7 separate regions of the Mus musculus genome follow, and regions 2, 3, 4, 5, 6 and 7 are each linked to region 1. Evidence: chromatin contacts called from public HiChIP or PLAC-seq and promoter capture Hi-C data. All regions are on one chromosome and are shown on one strand. The core of a region is the stretch at or near the end of the contact, and the rest is flanking DNA. Distances in the headings are between cores, read along the strand shown. Region 1 holds the start of Rfc2 (replication factor C (activator 1) 2). Region 2 holds the start of Castor2 (cytosolic arginine sensor for mTORC1 subunit 2). Region 3 holds the start of Cldn3 (claudin 3). Region 4 holds the start of Gtf2ird2 (GTF2I repeat domain containing 2). Region 5 overlaps Gtf2ird2 (GTF2I repeat domain containing 2). Region 6 holds the start of Ncf1 (neutrophil cytosolic factor 1). Region 7 holds the start of Mettl27 (methyltransferase like 27).

Region 1 (2,854 bases), core at 189-2,688:
TCAGCCAGGGCTACAGAGACACCTTCTCAACAGCAACAATAACAAAAAGCAAGGAAAGCAATTAAAAAACTGCTAATGTTTAGCCAAAGAGTTCAAATAAAAACCTTTGTGCTTACCAGAGGCACTCCGTGGGATGTGTCTGGGCAGGCAGACTACGAAAATAAGCAGTTTGCTGAGGTTGCTAACGGTAGGGCGAGCCTGCTTGGAAATCACCAGCCTTAAACCTTGAAAATGCCACCTTGGAGAAAACCATTTTTTTTTCCTCGTTGATACTGGTGGAACCCAGGCTTCTGACCCATGCCCTATTATTTCTTTAAGAATCTCATGTACCCCAGGCTGGCATCTGTCTTTCAAGTGCTGAAGCTACAGGTATGTGTCATGTCAGCTTTTTTTGTTGTAGTTGCTTTGTTGAGACAGAGTCTCCCTTTTCTAGTCCCAGAACTCACTCTCCTCCTGCCCGGCTTGTTAGTAGTGTAAGAATGGCAGGTGTGGGACTGGAGAGATGGCTCAGTGGTTAAAAGCACTGACTACTCTTCCAAAGGTCTTGAGTTCAAGTCCCAGCAACAACATGGTGGCTCACAGCCATCCATAATGAGATCTGATGCTCTCTTCTGAGGTGTCTAAAGACAACTACAGTGTACTCACATATGATTAAAAAAAAAAAAAAAAAAAAAAAAAAAAAAGAATGACAGGTGTGTGTTACTTTACCTGGCCAGAAAGTATCTTTAGTTTTGTTATTGTTGTATTTTTTTTGTTTTTTTGTTTAATTTTTGTGATAGCTCTGAAATTTGTGATAGTACATAGCTCTGGCTGGCCTTGAACTTACAAAGATCCATGTGCCTCTGCTCCCAAGTACTGGAATTAAAGACCTGTGCCACCAAACCTGGGCCTAGAAAGCATCTCTTTAAAAATACTTATTTAGCCGGGCGTGGTGGCCCACGCCTTTAATCCCAGTACTTGGGAGGCAGAGGCAGGCGGATTTCTGAGTTCGAAGCCAGCCTGGTCTACAAAGTGAGTTCCAGGACAGCCAGGGCTACACAGAGAAACCCTGTCTCGAAAAACCAAAACCAAAACAAAACAAAAAAAACCTTATTTTAGCCAGGCATTGGTGGCACACACAAGAGATAGAGGCAGGCAGATCTCTGAAATCAAGACCAGCCTGGTCTACACAGTGAGTTTCAGAGCAGTCAAGGGCTACACAGAGAAACCCTGTCTCAAAAAAAATAAAAGTCCATGAAAGTAAAAAGAAATGAAATGATTTTATTTTATCTTATTTAATGTCACAATTAAATAAGATATAATAAAATGTCTCCCCCCCCCCCCCCCCCGCCTCTCAAACGCCAGCTCCTGAGATCACTGCGGCCTCTAGCGGCCAGGGATGGCTACGCGGTGCTCTCTGCGCAGGCGCAGGAAGAGATTCACCGCCTCTATAACGCACTTCCGCTTTCCTCTCGGCGTTGCCCGGAAACCAGGACCCAGACTTCCGTCAAAGCGGCATGGGGCGGGGCCTCGGGTGGCGGGAAGAGCAGCCACCGGAATGGAGGTTCAGGAGAGTGGCTGTGACCCATCCGAGAGTGGGGCGCAGGAGCCCTCGCCTGTCCCCAGCAAGACCGCCGGCCACTACGAGCTGCCGTGGTGAGCCTGCAGCCATAGTAACGCGCGCGTAGACGTGAGGGCGGGCCGAGCTCCAGGAACCCTGGGTTCGACCTGGGTCTAGGGGACAGAGAAGGTGCAGATGTCCCCAGGAGCGCAGATTTCCCCTTTCCTTCTTGAAGCTAGATATTCTGTTTTTCTTTCTTTCTTTTCTTTTCTTTTTCTTTCTTTCTTTCTTTTTTTTTTTGAGATCGTGTCCTGTGTAACCCAAGCTGGACTCGAACTCACTACGTAGCAAAGGATGACTTTGAACGTTGATCCTGGGGTGACAGGGCATGCATTACTTCCGTAAAGCAGTGCTGGGGATGGAACACAGAGCCTCGTGCACGCTAAGCTAGCACTCTACGGACTGAGGCCCATTCACAGCCCTGGGGTTCACTGTGAAGCCCAAGCTGGTCTTGAAGTTTCTGCAGTTCTCCTGCTTCAGCTTCCCAAATACTGGAATGGCAGGTGTAAGCCACCAGGCAAAGGTAGAGATTTTTATTTATGGAAATTGAGGAATATGTGTCTCGAGGTTCATCTAAATGATGCTTAAACGTGACTAATAGGCCCTCATGCAGTGCAATGCTAATGGCTTTTATTTATTTTATGTATATGAGTATACTGTAGCTGTCTTCAGACACACCAGAAGAGGGCATCAGAACCCATCACGGATGGTTGTGAGCCACCACTATGGGAATTGAGCTCAAGGCCTTTGGAAGAGCGGGCAGTGCTCGTCACCGCTGAGCCATCTCTCCAGCCCTGGCCTCATATTTTTTTATTTGTTTAAAAATCTCATCTTAAAAAACTATTAGCTTTAGCCAGGTGGTGGCACACACCTTTGATCCCAGCACTTGGAAGTCAGAGGCAAGTGATTCTCTGAGTTGGAGGCCAGCCAGGGCTACACATAGAAACACTGTTTAACAAAACAAAACTCTGTGTGTGTGTGTGTTTCACTTTTGTTACGGTAGGTCTCACCACCCTAAGCTAGCTGCAGACTTTCTGTATAGTCGAGAATGACGAATTCTGACCCCACTGTGTCTTCTGCCTATGGACAGGGGCTGCAGGTGAATTTTGAGCTTTTAGTTTTTGCATGGAACTTGCTGCCAGACCACATGCTAGCATGGAGCTACCCCAGCACTAGTTTTTCTTTATCAAAAGTAAGGTTTCTGACAGCAGACCACAGAGAGGTTCCTCGGTTCACTGAACTATCTCTCCAGAG
Region 2 (2,854 bases), core at 189-2,688, 480 kb before region 1:
GAGGCGAAAAGATCAGAAGTTCAAGGTTATCTTCAACTATAGATAGACTTGATGAAGGATAACATGAGATAAACGAGACTCTGTCTCAAAACAAAAGAAAAATAGAGCTATCAGTTATTTATTGAAATTACGTGTGTGCACGCATGTACAAATCAGAGGAACAACCTGCAGGGTTCCATTCTCTCCTTCCAAGGTCCAGAAGATCGAACTCAGGTCAGCAAACTTGGCAGCGTCTTTACCCACTGAGCCATCTCGAAGGCCCAATCTTTAACTACATTAAAAGACATAGTGAGAATTCTGGGTTTCACGCCCTTTAGTGGGTATGAGGCAGCACAATAAGCCCCCATCTGATAGAAGGGAACTGAGAATATGAGATTGACAGGCAGGATTTTCTCCCCGAAGAGTTCCCTGTTCGCCTCGTCAGGTAGACTTGACCCACCACAACGTCAAAGCACTCTGCCAAAGGGCAAAAGCACTAGTCAGTAACTTTAACCTAGAGGATTTCAAAACCTAGTCAGCCATGAAAGGGAGAGGGGCGGGAGGGGCGGGCAGAATATTTGCTAAACAGGTCCCCCATACAGCACTCAAGCCTGGGGTTAGAAACACTAAGGATAACTCTCATTCAGATTCAGTTCCGCTCTCCACCTCACCCCGGTAACCCCCTCCCGCTCCCCCTTACCCCTCCACCCTCCCAGATCCACAGTTACTTCAGCAGCTTTGCACCCATGATCCCGGAGACCCGGGTCCTGGTTCCCGTGCCTGCCTTATCTCTATCCTCCCTCACATTTTCCGCAGCAACAAAGCCAAACACAGTACCGTGGGGGCTTTCACGCTTCTGTGCGTTTGGACACGGTGTTCCTTCTGCCTGGAAGGCCGCGCAGCTCTCCCTCTGAGCGCCCCCCTCCCCCTGCCTGCGTGCTCTCATTCAGCCCCCAGCACCCTTTTCCAAGGAAGCCGGCACCCTTCTCTATCTAACCCAACTCTTCTTTTGCTTTCCTTCCCTGAACGACAATCACCGATTCCTCTAAATCTCTCCTCTGGCAGGATCAGGCCTTTTCCAACGCTGGAGTTGCTTGTTGAGGAAAGGGGTTCTCGATTGACACCCCAAAGAAAGTACCTAATCCTGAGTTTGAGCGATTAAAGAGCATGCATCTAAGCTTAAATCCGCTCCAAATTCCCTATATGTCCCATCGGGTTCCTCTGTGTCCCTGGGGAACCCCGAAATCTTGCATTCCCAGGGCACCGTGGCGCAGCAGCCCAGCCCCCCTGGCTTGACATCAGCAAGCTGGAGTAGTCCGGGGGGTTGGGGGGAGGGCCGCGTAAAAGCGCGCGCGCGGACTACAAATCCCGATTGGCATTGCGTGGCCTCCCGGCTGGCGCCTGCGCATCACGGGCCCGGCGTTTGAGTGGCAAGTTGTTTGTTACAGCGAACACCAGCTGCTGCTGCGCCGGGCGCCGCGCTCAGCCGGGCGCTGTTTGCTTGTCCACCCCGTAGCTTGCTGCACCCCGCAGGTCCTCCCCAGGCCTCCTTTTTTTGCAACTTGCCAAGCTTCCTTTTTCTGGCTCGAGTACGAATCAACCCGGCATCGAGCTCCGGGCCCCCTTCCCTGGGCCGGTTGCCCCACGGCTTGGGGCGCACAGGGGGCGGGGGCCGCGGCTCGTCCCCGTCCCCCCCCCCCCAACTCGGGCCACCGCGGATGATCCGCCGTGGAGGAGCCCTGGGCGGACGATGGAACTGCACATTCTGGAACACCGGCTGCAAGTTGCCAGCGTCGCCAAGGAGAGTATCCCGCTCTTCACCTACGGCCTCATCAAACTTGCCTTCCTGTCTTCCAAGACCAGGTGAGAGAAAGAGAGTAAGGGGCGAGGGGATGGCTGACGGGGGGGGGGGGTGTCGGGGGGGGCTCATGGTACCAGCCCCGGGACAGACAAAGAGGCGCACCCCGGGGGGACGCAGTGCAAAACAACTTCATCCCCCCCTAATCTCTGCCATTCTCCTGCATCGGACAAAGCCACCCCTGTGCTCTCTAGTGGGGGTCCCCTCCACCCAGAAGCCCCCACCCCACTGCGCCTCCAACTGCTGCCACCAACACCCAACACCCCCCCCTCCCGTCTCAGTCCCTTCCCCGAGATCCCGAGTAACCTCCCTAAATGGCCTCTATGATGCATCCGTGAATGAATGAATGAACGAATGAATGAATGAAAAACAGGTGTGGGGATCTGGAGGAGGAAATTTACAAACTAAACACGCCCCATCCCCCCATCCATCCACCACCACCACCACCACCACTACCCTCCTCCCAGTTGGGCCGGCCCCCCTGTAGCCATTGGCAAGCGGGGAGGGATGGCGCTGAGGTCGGTCTACCCCAGAACAGAAATATCATAAAATCATTAGTAGATGTTTATCTCCAGGTGCCTGCGAGGGGAGAAGAGGTGCAGGCAGCGGGGGAGGGGCAGCAGGGCCAGGGTCGCTGATTTCTTTTCTCTTTGGGGGTCCAGCGAAGTGGGGGGGGGGGGGGATTTTGAACCATGGAAGGGGAGGAGCAGACGTGTTGATGGATCTGCCTGGAACCTGGGCTTGGATGTTCCAGGGGGAGAAAAATAGTGGAAGGCCTTGGGAGGTAAGAAGAAAAAGAAGAAAAAAAATATTTTTTTTTAATCTTAGATTTTTTTTTTTTCCCGTTGCTGGATGTGTTTGACTTCATAAACTCCTGTTAGATTAGTCAGACTACCTTTTCTTTTCATTGCCCATTTCCCCTTATGCAGTGGGAATTGGAGCAAGCTACCATTGACTCAAACCCCTTACCATTCACTTACCATTATGATGGGTCTGGTTTGGGGGGAGGGGGGGAGG
Region 3 (2,854 bases), core at 128-2,627, 400 kb after region 1:
TGAGCTCCATCTCCAGCCTCTGAAACTATGAAGCGAGGTCAGTGAGCTATGCGGAGAGCTGTAGGAGTGTCTCATGGAGAAAGGACCCCAAGCACGGGTCCTCGAAGAGGATGTATAGGAAACTAAACCAAAAGAGCTGTATCCTAGCTGAGGTGAAGGGAAGAGGCAACGGGAGAAGTCGGAGCATGCGCCACCCCAAGGTGTGCGGCAGGGGAGTCAGTGTCCGGAGGCAAAAGGAATTGGTGTTTTGGGGGCTTTTTTGGTGTTACTTTGTAGCTTGTTTGAGCCAGGGTCTCATGTAGCCCATCTGGCTTTGAATTCTCCGTGTCGCCAAGATGGTCTTGAACTCCTGCCTGCCTCCACTTTCCCAAGCTCTGGGACTACAGGCATGGCATGCTGCACAGGGCTTCTGCACAGGAGTTGTGAGACACAGTTTCGCTGTATCTGGCCTTGAACTCACAGCTGTCTGCTTGCCTCAGCCTCAGGCAGGAGCCAACACACCTGGCTAGACGTCTTTTTTTTTTCTCATGTGTATCAAATCTCTTTCCCACTGTTCACTCACCCTGGTACTCACTCTGCCCCGCCCCCACCCCCAAAGGAAAGAAAACAAGACTCCATCTAGAGAACCTCCGTGGGGGAAAGCAGCTTCTAGGTGGGCGGGCATTTGAGCTAAGCCATGTAGGCTTGCCACCAGCCCAGGTCACATGAGGGTGCTGGACAAGAATTTGAACTCAACACCGGTCCCTGAGGTGCAGAGTGGGCTCTGCAGGTGGTCGTTGTCCCTGGTTTCAGAGTTCTGTATATCAGGTTGCACTTGGACAAGGCCAGAGTGCTTGTGTCAAAGCCTGAGGGACTTGGAGCAGGTGCTACAATTCCATCCACCTACGGCGACAAACAGCCTCAGCCACGCCCCCACCTAGGTCCTCCCAGTCCGGGTTGTCCAGAGGAATTGGCCGCGCCTCCATCCTACGCCTCCCGCGCTAAAGAAGACGGAGGTGGGGGACAAGAGAGTCAAGCAGTTTACAATTGGTGATTTGCACTTCAAATCCTTGAAGCGCCCCTCCCACTCTGTATAGCTCTAGAGAATTCGTTATGCTTAAGGAGCTTGGGGAGGTTGGGAAGGGAGGGAGCTTAGACGACCCCGCCCTCCTTCGATACACACTCTCCCACCCCACCCCCACCCCCGCCACACACAACACATACACTTCAGCATTGAGGTTCTAGCCAAATCCTTTCTCCTATGGTGAAGGGGGTTGGGGAGGACGGACCGGACTGGACGGGACACACGTCACTGTCCCCTGGGCCAGAAGAGCGAGCTCCACCCTCCTCCTCTAGGCACCAAGCTAAGTCCAACCCACCCCATCCCAGAGCCAACCCAGTCTCAGAAGCCAGTCTCCAAAGCCACAGGCAGGTGCAGGGGCAGTCTCTGTGCGAGCCCCAGGAGAGGAGCCGTTAAGCGCGCTCCGTCCTTTGCCACCCACCCGTCGTTCCCGGCGACAGACGTCCGTCAGTTTTCGAAGGGCAGTTGATTCCCAGGTCCAGCGGCCGCGATCCCTGGTCTCCCAGTCCCCTGAGCTGCCCGGCCGAGCCGGTTCAAGTCCAGCAGCCATGTCCATGGGCCTGGAGATCACCGGCACGTCGCTGGCCGTGCTGGGCTGGCTGTGCACCATCGTGTGCTGCGCCCTTCCCATGTGGCGCGTTTCGGCCTTCATCGGCAGCAGCATCATCACGGCGCAGATCACCTGGGAGGGCCTGTGGATGAACTGCGTGGTGCAGAGCACCGGTCAGATGCAGTGCAAAATGTACGACTCGCTGCTGGCCCTGCCGCAGGACCTGCAGGCCGCCCGAGCCCTCATCGTGGTGTCCATCCTGCTGGCCGCCTTCGGGCTCCTCGTGGCGCTCGTGGGCGCCCAGTGTACCAACTGCGTACAAGACGAGACGGCCAAGGCCAAGATCACCATCGTGGCGGGAGTGCTTTTCCTGTTGGCGGCTCTGCTCACCTTAGTACCGGTGTCCTGGTCGGCCAACACCATCATCAGGGATTTCTATAACCCGTTGGTGCCCGAGGCCCAGAAGCGGGAGATGGGAGCTGGGTTGTACGTGGGCTGGGCTGCCGCCGCGCTGCAGTTGCTAGGGGGCGCCTTGCTGTGTTGCTCCTGCCCACCGCGCGACAAGTATGCACCCACCAAGATCCTCTATTCTGCGCCGCGATCCACCGGCCCTGGCACCGGTACCGGCACCGCCTACGACCGCAAGGACTACGTCTGAGGGGCCGGGTGCACGCAGACCGTACCGTCACCACTACCAGCAGTCGATGAACCCCACCCGTCCAGCGTGCAGCCTCGCGTCTGAGACCACCCCACCTTCCAGATGGTGACAGACGACACACAGTCTGCTTGCTAGGCTGGAAGAGGACAGACAGGCTGGCATCTCCCCTTCTCCGGCTGCCACCTGACTACCGGGCCTAGGAACTGTCCAAGCCGAATGGACAAAGAAACCTCGCCCTTCCCAAGAACTGGGCTGGGGTGGCCACTGCAGCTACTTGCCAGCCCCGCAGAAGCTCACAGTGGGCAGAGACAGGCAAACCATGAAACGGGCCATTTCATATTTTTCAATAAAAGTCTTTCGTTTTTTGCAGTCGCTGGAGCTTCCTTATCCTGAACGCCACCGCACAGGCTACCACCTCCCCTACGGGGCACCTGCTGGGGACTGTCCCTCGAATAGCCCTCATCACGGGCAGCGAGCTTTAAACAGCTTCACAGGTTGAGTAAGGAGAAAGTGGGGGTACACATGAGTTTTTGTGCTCACTAGGTGGGTAACACTTGGGAGATATCCCAGCACTGATCTCCACAGA
Region 4 (2,854 bases), core at 182-2,681, 400 kb before region 1:
ATCTTTGGCTATCGAGGAACTTATTCTGTAGACCATGCTGGCCTTGAACTCTGAGATCCCCCTGCCTTTGCCTCCAGAGTGCTGGGATTAATGGCCTGTACTACCACCCAACACGGAAATGTTATTTAATAATCCTAAAACTAAGTAAGTCAAGGACTGAGGGCAGACAGCAGAGCTTGGAGACAGAAAGTAGGAAACGTCATGGCAATCTGAGAGTGGGAAGAAAGGAGATTGAGTGGGAGCCAGAACAGCCACCAAGCACTGTGCCCTAAAAGGCCACATTGCAAGGGTGAGTGACCTGATTTTGACAAGTAGCCAGAGCAAGAGATTTTCAGGCTGGACGAACACCATAGGATCTAGCAATCAGTGACCCACTTGTGACCTGGGAGGAAAGGATTTATTGGAGCCAGCTCAAGAACACGAGCAAATACAAACTATGTCGGAAGCTACACAGCCTTTCCTGATATGAACAAAGTGTTCTCATTTTATTTTGGGACAGGATCTTATATGTAGTCATGGCTGGCCTCAAACTCAGAGAGATTTGCCTATTTCTTCCTTGTGAATGCTAGTATTAATGGCATGTACACCAAGCAACAAATCTTTAAAAGTATTTTTTAAATATTTTATTTTTTTTAAGCGGGTGTGGGTGCATACAGAGGCCAAAGGATTCCAATCCTTTGGAAATGCGAGTTACAGGCACGTGTGCTGTGCTTGACACAGACACTGGTCTTCTGAAAGCACACTTATCAGCTCTTAACAGCTGAGCCACTGCTCCAACCCCCTTTCCAGTATATTTTAAAGCAAACAAACAAATAAAACTGGAACCCTTGTAAAGTGGGGCTGGAGGGATGGCTCCGTGGTTAAGAACACTTGATCAGTTCCCGCATCCATACCGTCTGAAACTCCTGGTCCAGGGGATACTGTGACCTCTTCTGGCCTCCCCGTGGTGCATATAAACAGGGTGGCAAAATACTTACAACAGATGGTGCTTTACGAATAGCTCCCGAGACATGCAGCCACGCAAACACAAGAACATAGAACTGACACAGGCACAAAAATTAGTTTTAAAGGAAATGCAATGTCCTAAAAGGTAGGTGGTGTGATGGCGCACGCCTTTAATCCCAGCACTCGGGAAGCAGAGGCAGTGGACTCTGAGTCCGAGGCCAGCCTGGTCTACAACGCAGGCTAGCCAGGGCTACAAGAAAAACTCTGTCGCGGGGGGTGGGGGGAGTGGGTGCCTGAGTAACACGTGGGGTGACCTCTCCGCTTCCACGTGCACGCACAACCACATTTTAAAATATCTCTATCTATCCAGAACGGCCATGCACATCCAGGGAAGGCGCGAAGCCACGTGCACGCCACGCAGCCCGGCCGGCGGCCTCGCGGAAGCCGTCCTGCAGCGCACCGGAAGTGGCCGTCCCCACCGGGGGTGCTTCGGCCACGCGCGGGAAGCCGACCTTCCTTCCAGGAAGCAAACAAAGACAAAAAATAAAATAAAAAAGAGGGAGAAAAAATAATAAAAACGAAAAACAGGAAGGGAGCGGAGAGGAGGCGCCCGCGGCCCCCGAGCTGCGGTCGCCGGCGCAGAGCCGCTGCGCACGCGCAAGCCAGGCTCCAGACCCCCGGCGCGGCCCGCAAAGCAGGGCCCTCAGGTGCGTATCCCGCCGCCGCTTCCCTCACAACTTCCGCTTCCGGGAGTCCCCGCCGGGGCAGAGCGATCTCTCGGGGTGCGTGGCGGGACCTTCGGGCGCCCGGTGGTCAGCGCCGACCCCCATTTTCCCTACCGCGATCGGGCCGTGAAGAGTGGGGGGCGGGGCGGGGAAGACGTGGGGTTAGGCGACTTTCGCACGCCAGGCGCGCACCAAAATCTCGCTTTCGATTGGTTGTGACGGGGCGAGGAGGCGGGGAAAGCTGCGCCCGGTGCGTGCCGAGGTCACGCGCCACCTGACGTACCTGCGCTGTGTTTAGAAACCCTTGATTGGTTAGGGGAAGGGGCGGGGCCATCGCGGTTGCCTAGCAACGGCGCTCTGGCTCCACCTTCGGCGGCTGGCTTTGCTTGTTGGCTCCAGGATTATGGGGGCGTTTGGTGTTTGTGGCAGCCAGTGGTTTAGGTCGATGAAGAGAACGGAAGAAAGGGCCCAGCCTCCAAAATGTGGCTTGTGTCTGGTCTGGTTGAGAGTACAAGGTGGCCTATGGCCATAACAACTAGTACAACAATCAAAAAAAAAATTTTTTTTTCCAGACAGGGTTTCTCTGTGTAGCCCTGGCTGTCCTGGAACTCACTCTGTAGACCAGGCTGGCCTCAAACTCAGAAATCCGCCTGCCTCTGCCTCCCAAGTGTTGGGATTGAAGGTGTGCGCCACCATCGCCTGGCTCAAAAAAATTTTAATTTATTTTAAAACGTTTAAAATGTTTAGTAACTTTAAAATTTAAAGTAAATTTTTACAAATTAAAATTCACTATAGTAATGTATTTAACCTATTGCACCCAAAACATTATTCTAGAATGTACTTATTTCAGCACAGAGAACCAGAATGAGCCGGCAACGGTGGCCTTCAAATGGATCTGAGAGTTCAAGGACTGCCTATATATAGCAAGTTCCAGGCCTGCTGGGGCTACACAGTGGGACCTTGTCACTAAATAAATTATAGCCGCTTTATTGAGATACAGGAAAACTCATCCTTTAAAATACAATGCAAGTCAGAAAAAGAATTCCTTCCAAAGTAAAATAAAAACAAAATAACAGAACTCAAGCCTAGTGTGGTAACTCAAATGTGTCTGTCAGCCCAGCACTGGGGATACTGAGGCAGGAGGATTTCAGAGAGTTACAGGATAAAAGAAAGAAAGAAAATGG
Region 5 (2,854 bases), core at 235-2,734, 370 kb before region 1:
CAATTGTAACTCCAGTTCTAGGAGATCTAACATCGTTTCGTGATCTCTGCGGATGTGAGCAAACACTCTTATACATAGAATAAAATAAACCTTCTGAAAAATTCTAAAACCAAGGCCATCCTGGGCTACCAAGTGAGCCCTTGCCTCCAAACAAAACAAAACTCCAGCATGAGGATAAATGTGGGTAGGGGTGGAGCTGGGGGCAGTAAACTGTGGGAGCCTGAGATTGCTCAATCATGAATGTCATTTTAGATGTTTTCTTTTTAAGAGTCTACTCGGATGGTCGCTTTAGAGACCAATGAGGACCCCGAGACTGAGGTAAAAATGGAAGGTGAGTCACCAAAACGCTTGTTATTGTCACATGGTCAGGGTGACTTTCCACGCAGCCCTCACTACTTCTGAAATGATTATTGTACGGTGGTGATTGGAACCGGTGTGTGTATGTTCACATTCATGCATGTGTTGGATGAGAATGAGCCATAGGCTCCCATGTGTGAATGCTTGGTCCCCAGTTGATGGAACTGTTTGGGAAGGATTAGGAGGTGTGGCCTTGGTGATGGAGCTGTGTCCCTAGAGGTGAGCCTGGAGGTTTCAAAAGGCCCCACCATTTCCAGTTAGCCCTCTCTGCCTTGTGCTCATGGATCACGATGTGAGCTCTTAGTTACTGCTTTAGCACTGTGCCCGCTTGCCTTCTGCCACAAGGGTCATGGACTCTAACCCTCTGGAACCATAAGCCTAGTAAACTCCGCCTTCTATAAGGTGCCTTGGCAATGGTTTCTTATCATAGCAACACAAAAGTAACTAAGACAGATGACCATGTCTCGATGCATGGAGGAGTCAGAGGACATCTTTGTGGAGTCACTTCTCTCCTTCCTTCCACCTTGAGATGGGTCCTGGGGACCGAACTCAGGCCACCAGCTTTGCAGAAAACGTACCTTTTCCCACTGAGCCACCTCACTGGCCCTCAAATAGAAATAGAATTAGCCCTCTCTTTAGCCACAGTTAGAATTAATTTGAGGGTTTGGTTGGTGGGGGACACAGTATGGTGTCCACATCCTCTATTTATGAAAAGCCAGCAAGGCCACTTGGAGCCCTGGGTCCTGATAGTTTCACCTTTGCAACGAGAGTAAAAGGTTTAATGATGGCAGCTGTCTCCTTATTGGGTGGGCCGCAACAATCAATTGTTTTTGAAGATGTCACCATGTACTTTATTAAGCAGAAATGGGCTAGCCTAACACTCACTCAGAAGGCCTTGTACGATACGGCGGAGGACCTTGCACAAGTGTCTTGTCTGGGGCTTTCTCCAAACCAATTCTCATTGCCAAGCTAGAGCACAAGCTAGAGCAACCCTCATTGCAAGCTAGAGGCGGAGTTCTCCCAGTCAAAGGAAGCCTTTGGCAGTGGGGGTTAGAAAGCAGGCTTCACGGGGCACCTCTAAGAACTGAGCAAATACACCCAATGAGCCAAAAGCACAGCGCGTGCAGTGAAAGTAAACATCCCTCCAAATCAGCCGAGCAGACAGGAAGAGAGATTAACTCCTGACCTGTCTATCCCAGCTTGCCGAGGAAGGCGAGTCAAGAGCCAAGTTGAGTGATGTCCAGTGCACTGTCTCTTTTTCTGTAGTCACGTGGACTTCCTCAGAAGCAGTGCTTTTCAGTTCACTACAGCTCTTCAGCTGGATGTAAGGAATCTCAGGCCTCCCTCTCCCTGATGATCATCCTGTTCAGCCGCAGAGTACAGGGTCAGAGGATGCCATCCATCTGGCACATTAACAGCTGTCACAATGTTGCAACAAAGTACTGAATTAATGAGACTGCAGGGCGGTGGTGGCGCACACCTGTAACCCCAGCACTTAGGAGTCAGAGGCAGGAAGATGTCTGAGCTCAAGGCCAGCCTGGCCTATAGGACAGCCAGGACTTCACAGAGAAACCATATCTTGAAAAAAACAAAAACACAAACACAAACCAAAGAGACTGAAGAAATGGCTTAGCCATTGAGAACAATGTTGTTGATCTTCTGGAGGACCCAAATTTAGTTCCCAGCCAGCTCCCATCTCGTGTGGCTCCCAACTGCCTCTAACTCCAGCTTCTTCTGGCCTCTGTGTGCTTACATGCTTGCATCCCAACATAGACACACACTCATACACATAAATGAAAAGACATTTTTTTCTAAGAACATCAGCAACTTAAAAGAGGAGGGGAGACAGTCTTTCCCAGCGTAGCAGACACTGCACGGTAGCCAGAGCTGGAGGCAGCTGATCACATTGTATCCACAGTCAGGAAGCAGACAGATTGATGCTGGTGCTCAACTTTCTTTCTTCTTTTTGTTCAGTCTGGGCCCCCAGAGCATGGGGTGGAGCCCCAACATCAGGTTGAGACTTCTCTCCTCAGTGTACACTCTGGAAGCACCCTCACAGACATGTCCAGCCAGATTGACCTTGAAGGTCAACCATCTTTCAACACCGCACACAGGGGTGGGGATAGGGAGGCAGTATCCAGGCTGCACTTCTCCTTATGTAACACTTGGGTATATTTTAGAGACTTGCAGATTTTCTGGTCACTCTGACTCTTTCTGTTTGCTCTCAAGGAAATGCAAGTCCATCCAACCTTGTAAACTCTGCAGCAGGTGTTGAAGACCTTAGGATCATACAGGTGACAGTCGCAGGTGGGGACATCCACTTAATGTCTTCATCATTTGAATCACAGTTTTCTTTTTTGTAAAGTTTGTTTTCCTTTATTTAGGTGTGTATGTGTGTCCAAGCGTCTGCCATGTGAGTGCTGTGAGTGTGGTACCCAGAAGAGGGCACAAGATCCCTTGAAGCTGCCCTGAAACTGGCTCTGCAGACCAGGCTGGC
Region 6 (2,854 bases), core at 154-2,653, 350 kb before region 1:
CCTTTTTAGCCTTGGATGGAAGGCTGAGGGGTTGTGGTGAGGCAATCTTTGGGGGTTTTGCTACATTGTGAGACTCTGTCTAAAAATACCCCTGTGATTGTCTCCAGGGGAGGGATGGAGGACATGAAGGAAACACCCAGGGTGACCGCTGTCCCCTCTTCTGGTGTGGCTTTTGGTTGTGGAATGATTCAGAACATTTATATTTAGAGAGGGAGGGAGGAGGGAGGGGAGACTTAGCTCTTAACTGCTGAGGGTCCCAGGTAAACAGCTTACAAGTGCTGGGCGGCACCATCTCTGGCCTGCCTTGGGCCGAGCAGACCCAGTGATAGAGTCTAGATATATGGGCAGATATTCCTCGACCTCATCTCCCCAGGGCAAACGGGAGACATCGTCCCCTACTAGGGATCCAAACTCAGTAACCAATATCATAGAAGAGGAGAGAAAAAAAAGCCACAGTTTCCAGGCCTCGCAGGCTGCCATGCAGGGCCACTCCTGGAGCTGACTAGACAGGGAGGTTTCCTGGTAGGAATGAGCCTTGGTCCTAGGCACTGGACAGAGGGTAAGGTTGAGCTCTGGCATGCTTGGGGGCTCAGTGTGAAGACAGAGAGGGAGGCAGCTGGGACGGTGCACAGGGGTATCTGCTCACCATGGCAGGGTCCTTTGTGAACACCCAAGAGAAGCCTGAAGCCCAAGGATAAGAAAGCCCTGTGCCTGAGAGGTCCCCACGGAGGTATATCTTCCCCTGGTCCCCCTCCCCCTCACATCCTTCCCTTGGTCCCCCTCCCCCTCATAGCCTCCCCTGGACCCCTCCTCCCATATCCTTCCCCTGTTCTCCCTCCCCCCATATCCTTCCCTGGTCCCCCTCCCTCTCACATCCTTCCCTTGGTCCCCCTCCCCCTCATAGCCTCCCCTGGACCCCTCCTCCCCATATCCTTCCCCTGTTCTCCCTCCCCCCATATCCTCCCCTGGTCCCCCCTCCCTCTCACATCCTTCCCCTGGTCTCCCTCTCTCCATATCCTTCCCCTGTTCTCCCTCCCCCCATATCCTCCCCTGATCCCCCTCCCTCTCACATCCTTCCCTTGGTCCCCCTCCCCCTCATATCCTCCCCTGGACCCCTCCCCCCATATCCTCCCCTGGTCCCCCTTCCCCTCACATCCTTCCCTGGTCTCCCTTCCTCTCATCTCCTTCCCTGGTCCAGGTGGTTTTTGGGTAGCAGCAGAGTGATAGCACTGTCCCCACTATGCGCTCCTGCAGGGCACTCTTAGGCTACTCACATAGTGCTGGCTGGGGATGAAGCGCTTCTCGAAGCCCAGCAGGGCAATATGGCGAATGAAGGTGTCCCCCATGGCTGGGCCGTGACAGGGACACTTCTCTCTATAGCCTGGGCTGGGCCTTAAATACACTAAAAAGAAGAAGTGGTTTCTGCTGCTTGTGGGGTAAGGGCGGGGAAGGCCCAGGAGGCTCTTAGACTTAGTCTTTCACTTTCTGAGAATTTTTGAGCTTCAACAGAGTGGTGGGGCAGCCAGGGGCCCTGAAGCACAGAAACCTGTTCTACCGACACCATGGCCCAACCCAGGCACTGGGGCCTCTCTACAGTTCTGAACCACCCCCAACAAACATGGGGCTGGAGAGCTGGTGCAGTGCTTAAGAGCACTGACTGCTCTTCCAGAGGTTCTCAGTTCAATTCCCAGCAATCACATGGTGGCTCACAACCATCTGTAATGGGATCTGATGCCCTCTTCTGGTGTTGTCTGAAGACAGCTACAGCATGCTCAGATTAATAAAATAAATAAATAAATCTTAAAAAAAAAAAAGCTGGGTGTGGTGGCAGGCAGAGGCCGGCAGATTTCTGAGTTCGAGGCCAGCCTGGTCTACAAAGTGAGTTCCAGGACAGCCAGGGCTATACAGAGAAACCCTATCTCAGGAAAAAAAAAAAAGCCTGTGACCCCAGCCCTTGGGAGGTAGAGGCAGGAGAATCAAGGGTTCAAGGCCAGCTTCAGCTATATAATGAGTTTGAAGATAGCCTGGCCTACGTGAGATTGACTTTAGAAGTCCTGTCTTTACAGGACCAGGACTGGACATGGCTCCGCAGATAAAGTCCTTGGCATACAAGCCTGAGGACCTGAGTTCTATCTCTAGAACCTACATTAAAGAAAAGTTTAGGGCCAGCGAGATGGCTCAGTGGGTAAGAGCACTGTCTGCTCTTCTTCTGAAGGTCCTGAGTTCAAATCCCAGCAACCACATGGTGGCTCACAACCATCTGCAATGTATAATAATAAATAAATCTTTGGGCGGAGAAAGCAGGGACTGATGGAGAGAGAAGAGTTATCTGAAGTGAGAGGGTCCGACCTGAGCAAGGGGAGGTCCTAAATTCAATTCCCAACAACCACATGAAGGCTCACAACCATCTGTACAGCTACAGTGTACTCATATACATAAAATAAATACATAAATCTTTTTAAAAAGCCAGGTGTGGTGGCACACACCTTTAATCCCAGCACTTGGGAGGCAGAGGCAGGTGGATTTCTAAGTTCGAGGCCAGCCTGGTCTACAAAGTGAGTTCCAGGACAGTCAGAGCTATACAGAGAAACCCTGTCTCGAAAAACCATTTAAAAAAAAAACTTTTTTAAAAAAATAAAGAAAAGCTCAGAATCCTCTGTGTGTGTGTGTTTGTGTGTGTGTGTAGATGCAGTTATAGGCAGTTGTGAAATAGCAGACATTGATGTTTGGTACTGAAGTTAGATCCCTCTGCAAGAGAGAGAAGCAGTCGCAGCCACGGAGCCCTCCCTTAGCCTGGAAAGTATGTACTTTTTTATTTTTCGTTTTTCCCAGATAGAGTTTCTCTGTGTAGCCC
Region 7 (2,854 bases), core at 166-2,665, 350 kb after region 1:
GAAATGCCGTTTTGTTTCATTCCACTTAGATCCTAAGGAGAAATGAAGATTAAATTCCCAGGTTCTAGGGGAGCCAAGGACTTCCCAGATGGCTAGCCAACTTCCTCCTCCTTCTTCTTCCTCTTCTTCTTCCTCTTCTTCTTCTTCTTATTATTATTGGGTTTTTTTTTTTGAGACAGGGTTTCTCTGAGTTCCAGGCTGTCCTGGAACTCACTTTGTAGACCAGGCTGGCCTCGAACTCAGAAATCTGCCTGCCTCTGTCTCCCAAGTGCTGGGATTAAAGGCGTGCGCCACCACCGCCCGGCTTTTTTTTTTTTTGTTCCCCAAAACATAATGATTGTTTCTAATTATGAACGAATAAATGATTCTGAGTTGTGACTGCATATAGGGGCAGATATTTGTGGCTTTCGAGCTTAAAACCTCTGTACCATTCCGGCTCTGAGGGGAAGTCCAACTTCCAGGTCTGTTCTTCGGTCCTGATCGATCAGCAGCGGTCTGAGCACAATAAAGTTTTACCAGCTGTTTAACTACTAAGATGAACATTGGAAGACGCAGTCTGCTCCCAAGTCGGTGCTGTTGTCCCTGTCTGGTCAGTTTCTGCGCCTGACTCAAACAAAGTTCTTGCTTTGCGTGGACTCTTGTGTCTGCATGGGTTGTTTTGGATTTTCAGACCCTAAGAAACCATACAAATACTAAAAAACGGGGATCAGTGAGATGGCTGAGCAGATCAAAGCACTTGCTGCCAAGCTTGAGAATCTGAGTCCCATGCCTGGAAGTCCCATGGTAGGAGGAGGAATCAAAAAATGGCTCTCTGGCTGCTACACACCATCTGCCCCCCCCCCCAAATAAATTGGTTTTTTTGTTGTTTTCGGGTTTGTTTGTTTTTTAAATACTGTACCCAGGAGCAATGGCACAACGCTTAAATCCCAGTTCCTGGGAGGCAGAGGTCCACCTGGTCTATATAAGGAGTTCCAAGTCACCCTGGGCTCCATAGCAAGACCTTAGAAAGAAAGAAAGAAAGAAAGAAAGAAAGAAAGAAAGAAAGAAAGAAAGAAAGAGAGGAAGGAAGAAGAAAGAAAGAAAGAAAGAAAGAAAGAAAGAAAGAAAGAAAGAAAGAAAGAAAGAGGGAGGGAGGGAGGGAGGGAGGGAGGGAGGGAGGGAGGAAGGAAGGAAGGAAGGAAAAAAGAGAGGGAGGAAGGGAGCGAGGGAGGAAGCGAGGCAGGGAGAGAAACTTTTTTATTTGTGAAAAAACAAAAACAAATCCTCACGTGAGTTTGAGATCTTCTCACGCAATACGCTCATTGGCTCAGGGAGGGTAGTCTGTCATTTCTTTCTCGGATTGGCTGTTTTATCTCACGGAAACCCAATCGTCGCGGTGCTGGAGGCGGGGCCAGGCTCTCAGACACGCCCCTCCACTTCCCTCGGGTCTGCCTGGAGAAGGGGGTTCCGCGCGGTGAGTTCTGAGCCTGTACCTTCTTGGAGACCCTTGTGGTGAGGAAGAACCCCACCCGCGCCCCCGATCCACCTCCGGGAATGATGGGCTGAGGCGTAGTCCTCCCTCCCTGCGCGGGAGTGCCCCCGCTCTATGAGCCCCTCCCCATACAAACAGCGCCTCGGCGTACAGGTCAGCTCCTGCCATCTCCCACTCAAGGTCTTGTTTGTAGCTTGGGACCGCGTTGGAGCACTGATAACCTCCTCCGCCGGGTGAGGGAGGACGGAAGACTGTGGAGGACCTCATCACTGGGTGGACTCTGCCCCCGCAGGAGAATGACTCAGGAGGAGGCTGGGCGGCTGCCCCAAGTACTGGCCCGGGTCGGAACCTCCCACGGTATCACCGACCTGGCCTGCAAGCTCCGCTTCTATGACGACTGGGCTCCGGAGTATGACCAGGTGAAAGCACGTGGGTCCTCGACTTTTGTGGCTCAGATTCTGTTTTTATAAGCAAAGCTAAAATAGTACCCATGCATCTCAGGGAAACTTGGAGCTGAAAAGAGACCTGGGAGATGTGCTCCTTAGAGACCTGCACCCACCCCACCCCCACCCACCCCGGCTGACCTGTAAGCAACCCCTAATTAATCCTGCAACAAACACGAGGAGAGAGCCTGCAGGAGGCGCTATTGAGACATCATTCGGTATAGACAGACCAGCTAAGAGCTGCCACAGCCAGTAGCCAGCCAGCTTGATCCCCACTAGTGTGGGGTCCCTTGACAGTAAGACACCTCAAAGCCGGGAGTGGTGGCGCATGCCTTTAATCCTAGCACTCGGAAGGCAGAGGCAGGCGGATTTCTGAGTTCGAGGCCAGCCTGGTATACAAAGTGAGTTCCAGGACAGCCAGGGCTATACAGAGAAACCCTGTCTCGAAAAAAAAGTAAGACACCTCAAGCTCGGGTCTTCTGTTACTGGGGTCCTAGGAGGATCTGAACTCTAAAACACACAAGCTCAAACTGGCAGAACTTGGGCACCCCACAAGGTGAGTCGTCTAAACACTATGTTGGGCTAAGTGCTATCTCCTCAGGATGTGGCTGCTTTGAAGTACCGAGCCCCACGCCTTGCTGTGGATTGTCTCAGTCGAGCCTTTCGGGGCTCACCCCATGATGCCCTGATCCTCGATGTGGCCTGTGGCACTGGCCTGGTAGCTGTGGAGGTAAGATCTGATACACCACCCTGCCTTCCCTTCAGCACCCAGGACCTCCTACATGCTACTGCTCAATTAGTCCTGAGACCCTGCCTAGTAAATTCTAGGCAGGAGCTCTACCACAGAGCCATGTTCCCAGCCCCTCCCTGGGGGATTCTAGGCAGGGGCTCTACCACAGAGCCACGCCCCCAGCCCCTCCCTGGGGGATTCTAGACAGGT

The links. Promoter capture Hi-C pulls out the DNA fragments that hold promoters and counts their contacts. HiChIP or PLAC-seq counts read pairs in DNA pulled down with a chosen protein or histone mark.
Region 2: a contact with region 1 is called in an H3K27ac HiChIP or PLAC-seq map of embryonic stem cells, with 5 read pairs. The contact joins the promoter of Castor2 here to the promoter of Rfc2 in region 1. A contact is called at or near these places in 3 of 39 promoter capture datasets (hippocampal neurons, pre-B cells and stem cell-derived epiblast-like cells), 1 of 115 datasets of contacts at active chromatin or transcription factors (embryonic stem cells) and 1 of 9 other capture datasets (pancreatic islet).
Region 3: a promoter capture Hi-C map of neural stem cells shows a contact between it and region 1. The contact joins the promoter of Cldn3 here to the promoter of Rfc2 in region 1. A contact is called at or near these places in 7 of 39 promoter capture datasets (the 3T3-L1 cell line, cranial neural crest, hippocampal neurons and 3 more) and 1 of 115 datasets of contacts at active chromatin or transcription factors (pancreatic cancer cells).
Region 4: an H3K27ac HiChIP or PLAC-seq map of embryonic stem cells shows a contact between it and region 1, with 16 read pairs. The contact joins the promoter of Gtf2ird2 here to the promoter of Rfc2 in region 1. A contact is called at or near these places in 25 of 39 promoter capture datasets (the 3T3-L1 cell line, 3T3-L1-derived adipocytes, the C10 cell line and 15 more), 30 of 484 Hi-C or Micro-C datasets (B cells, CD4 T cells, CD8 T cells and 15 more), 27 of 115 datasets of contacts at active chromatin or transcription factors (the 230-238 cell line, the SCID.adh cell line, T-cell acute lymphoblastic leukemia and 15 more) and 4 of 9 other capture datasets (adipose tissue, embryonic stem cells, liver and 1 more).
Region 5: a contact with region 1 is called in a promoter capture Hi-C map of liver. The contact joins the enhancer-like site here to the promoter of Rfc2 in region 1. A contact is called at or near these places in 10 of 39 promoter capture datasets (the 3T3-L1 cell line, cranial neural crest, embryonic stem cells and 6 more), 1 of 484 Hi-C or Micro-C datasets (bone marrow-derived macrophages), 1 of 115 datasets of contacts at active chromatin or transcription factors (bone marrow-derived macrophages) and 3 of 9 other capture datasets (embryonic stem cells, liver and pancreatic islet).
Region 6: a contact with region 1 is called in an H3K27ac HiChIP or PLAC-seq map of bone marrow-derived dendritic cells, with 3 times the contacts expected there. The contact joins the promoter of Ncf1 here to the promoter of Rfc2 in region 1. A contact is called at or near these places in 10 of 39 promoter capture datasets (the C10 cell line, HPC-7-derived erythroid cells, cranial neural crest and 6 more), 3 of 115 datasets of contacts at active chromatin or transcription factors (bone marrow-derived dendritic cells, embryonic stem cells and microglia) and 3 of 9 other capture datasets (adipose tissue, liver and pancreatic islet).
Region 7: a promoter capture Hi-C map of neural stem cells shows a contact between it and region 1. The contact joins the promoter of Mettl27 here to the promoter of Rfc2 in region 1. A contact is called at or near these places in 2 of 39 promoter capture datasets (cranial neural crest and neural stem cells), 1 of 115 datasets of contacts at active chromatin or transcription factors (memory CD8 T cells) and 1 of 9 other capture datasets (adipose tissue).

What each region holds. Positions count from the first base shown.
Region 1 is chr5:134,581,252-134,584,105 of GRCm38.p6, forward strand. It overlaps Rfc2 (replication factor C (activator 1) 2), which reads left to right and starts at 1,439. Exons shown (of 11, transcript NM_020022.2): 1 at 1,439-1,635. The coding sequence starts at 1,538.
Region 2 is chr5:134,098,310-134,101,163 of GRCm38.p6, forward strand. Castor2 (cytosolic arginine sensor for mTORC1 subunit 2) reads left to right here and starts at 1,439. Exons shown (of 9, transcript NM_030719.3): 1 at 1,439-1,842. The coding sequence starts at 1,730. Gm15627 (predicted gene 15627) reads right to left here and starts at 1,332. Exons shown (of 2, transcript NR_166664.1): 1 at 817-1,332; 2 at 103-456.
Region 3 is chr5:134,984,837-134,987,690 of GRCm38.p6, forward strand. Cldn3 (claudin 3) reads left to right here and starts at 1,378. Exons shown (of 1, transcript NM_009902.4): 1 at 1,378-2,640. The coding sequence starts at 1,609. The coding sequence ends at 2,268. Wbscr25 (Williams Beuren syndrome chromosome region 25 (human)) reads right to left here. Exons shown (of 5, transcript NR_026907.1): 5 at 2,597-2,754.
Region 4 is chr5:134,182,607-134,185,460 of GRCm38.p6, forward strand. It overlaps Gtf2ird2 (GTF2I repeat domain containing 2), which reads left to right and starts at 1,432. Exons shown (of 16, transcript NM_053266.1): 1 at 1,432-1,652.
Region 5 is chr5:134,208,612-134,211,465 of GRCm38.p6, forward strand. Gtf2ird2 (GTF2I repeat domain containing 2) reads left to right here. Exons shown (of 16, transcript NM_053266.1): 11 at 269-331; 12 at 2,587-2,664. Among named protein-coding and RNA genes, the nearest start is that of Ncf1, 20 kb to the right of the region's middle. Within about 2 kb of position 1,485, at least 17 of the 459 cell types and tissues checked have an H3K27ac peak or open chromatin away from gene starts, as enhancers often do. A contact at or near this core is called in liver and pancreatic islet, where this site is marked.
Region 6 is chr5:134,228,222-134,231,075 of GRCm38.p6, forward strand. Ncf1 (neutrophil cytosolic factor 1) reads right to left here and starts at 1,404. Exons shown (of 11, transcript NM_010876.4): 1 at 1,275-1,404. The coding sequence starts at 1,346.
Region 7 is chr5:134,930,958-134,933,811 of GRCm38.p6, forward strand. Mettl27 (methyltransferase like 27) reads left to right here and starts at 1,416. Exons shown (of 6, transcript NM_024479.2): 1 at 1,416-1,453; 2 at 1,665-1,890; 3 at 2,516-2,644. The coding sequence starts at 1,768. It overlaps 9030607J07Rik (a long non-coding RNA gene), which reads right to left and starts at 1,714. Exons shown (of 3, transcript XR_868588.3): 1 at 1,623-1,714; 2 at 1,269-1,431; 3 at 1-673.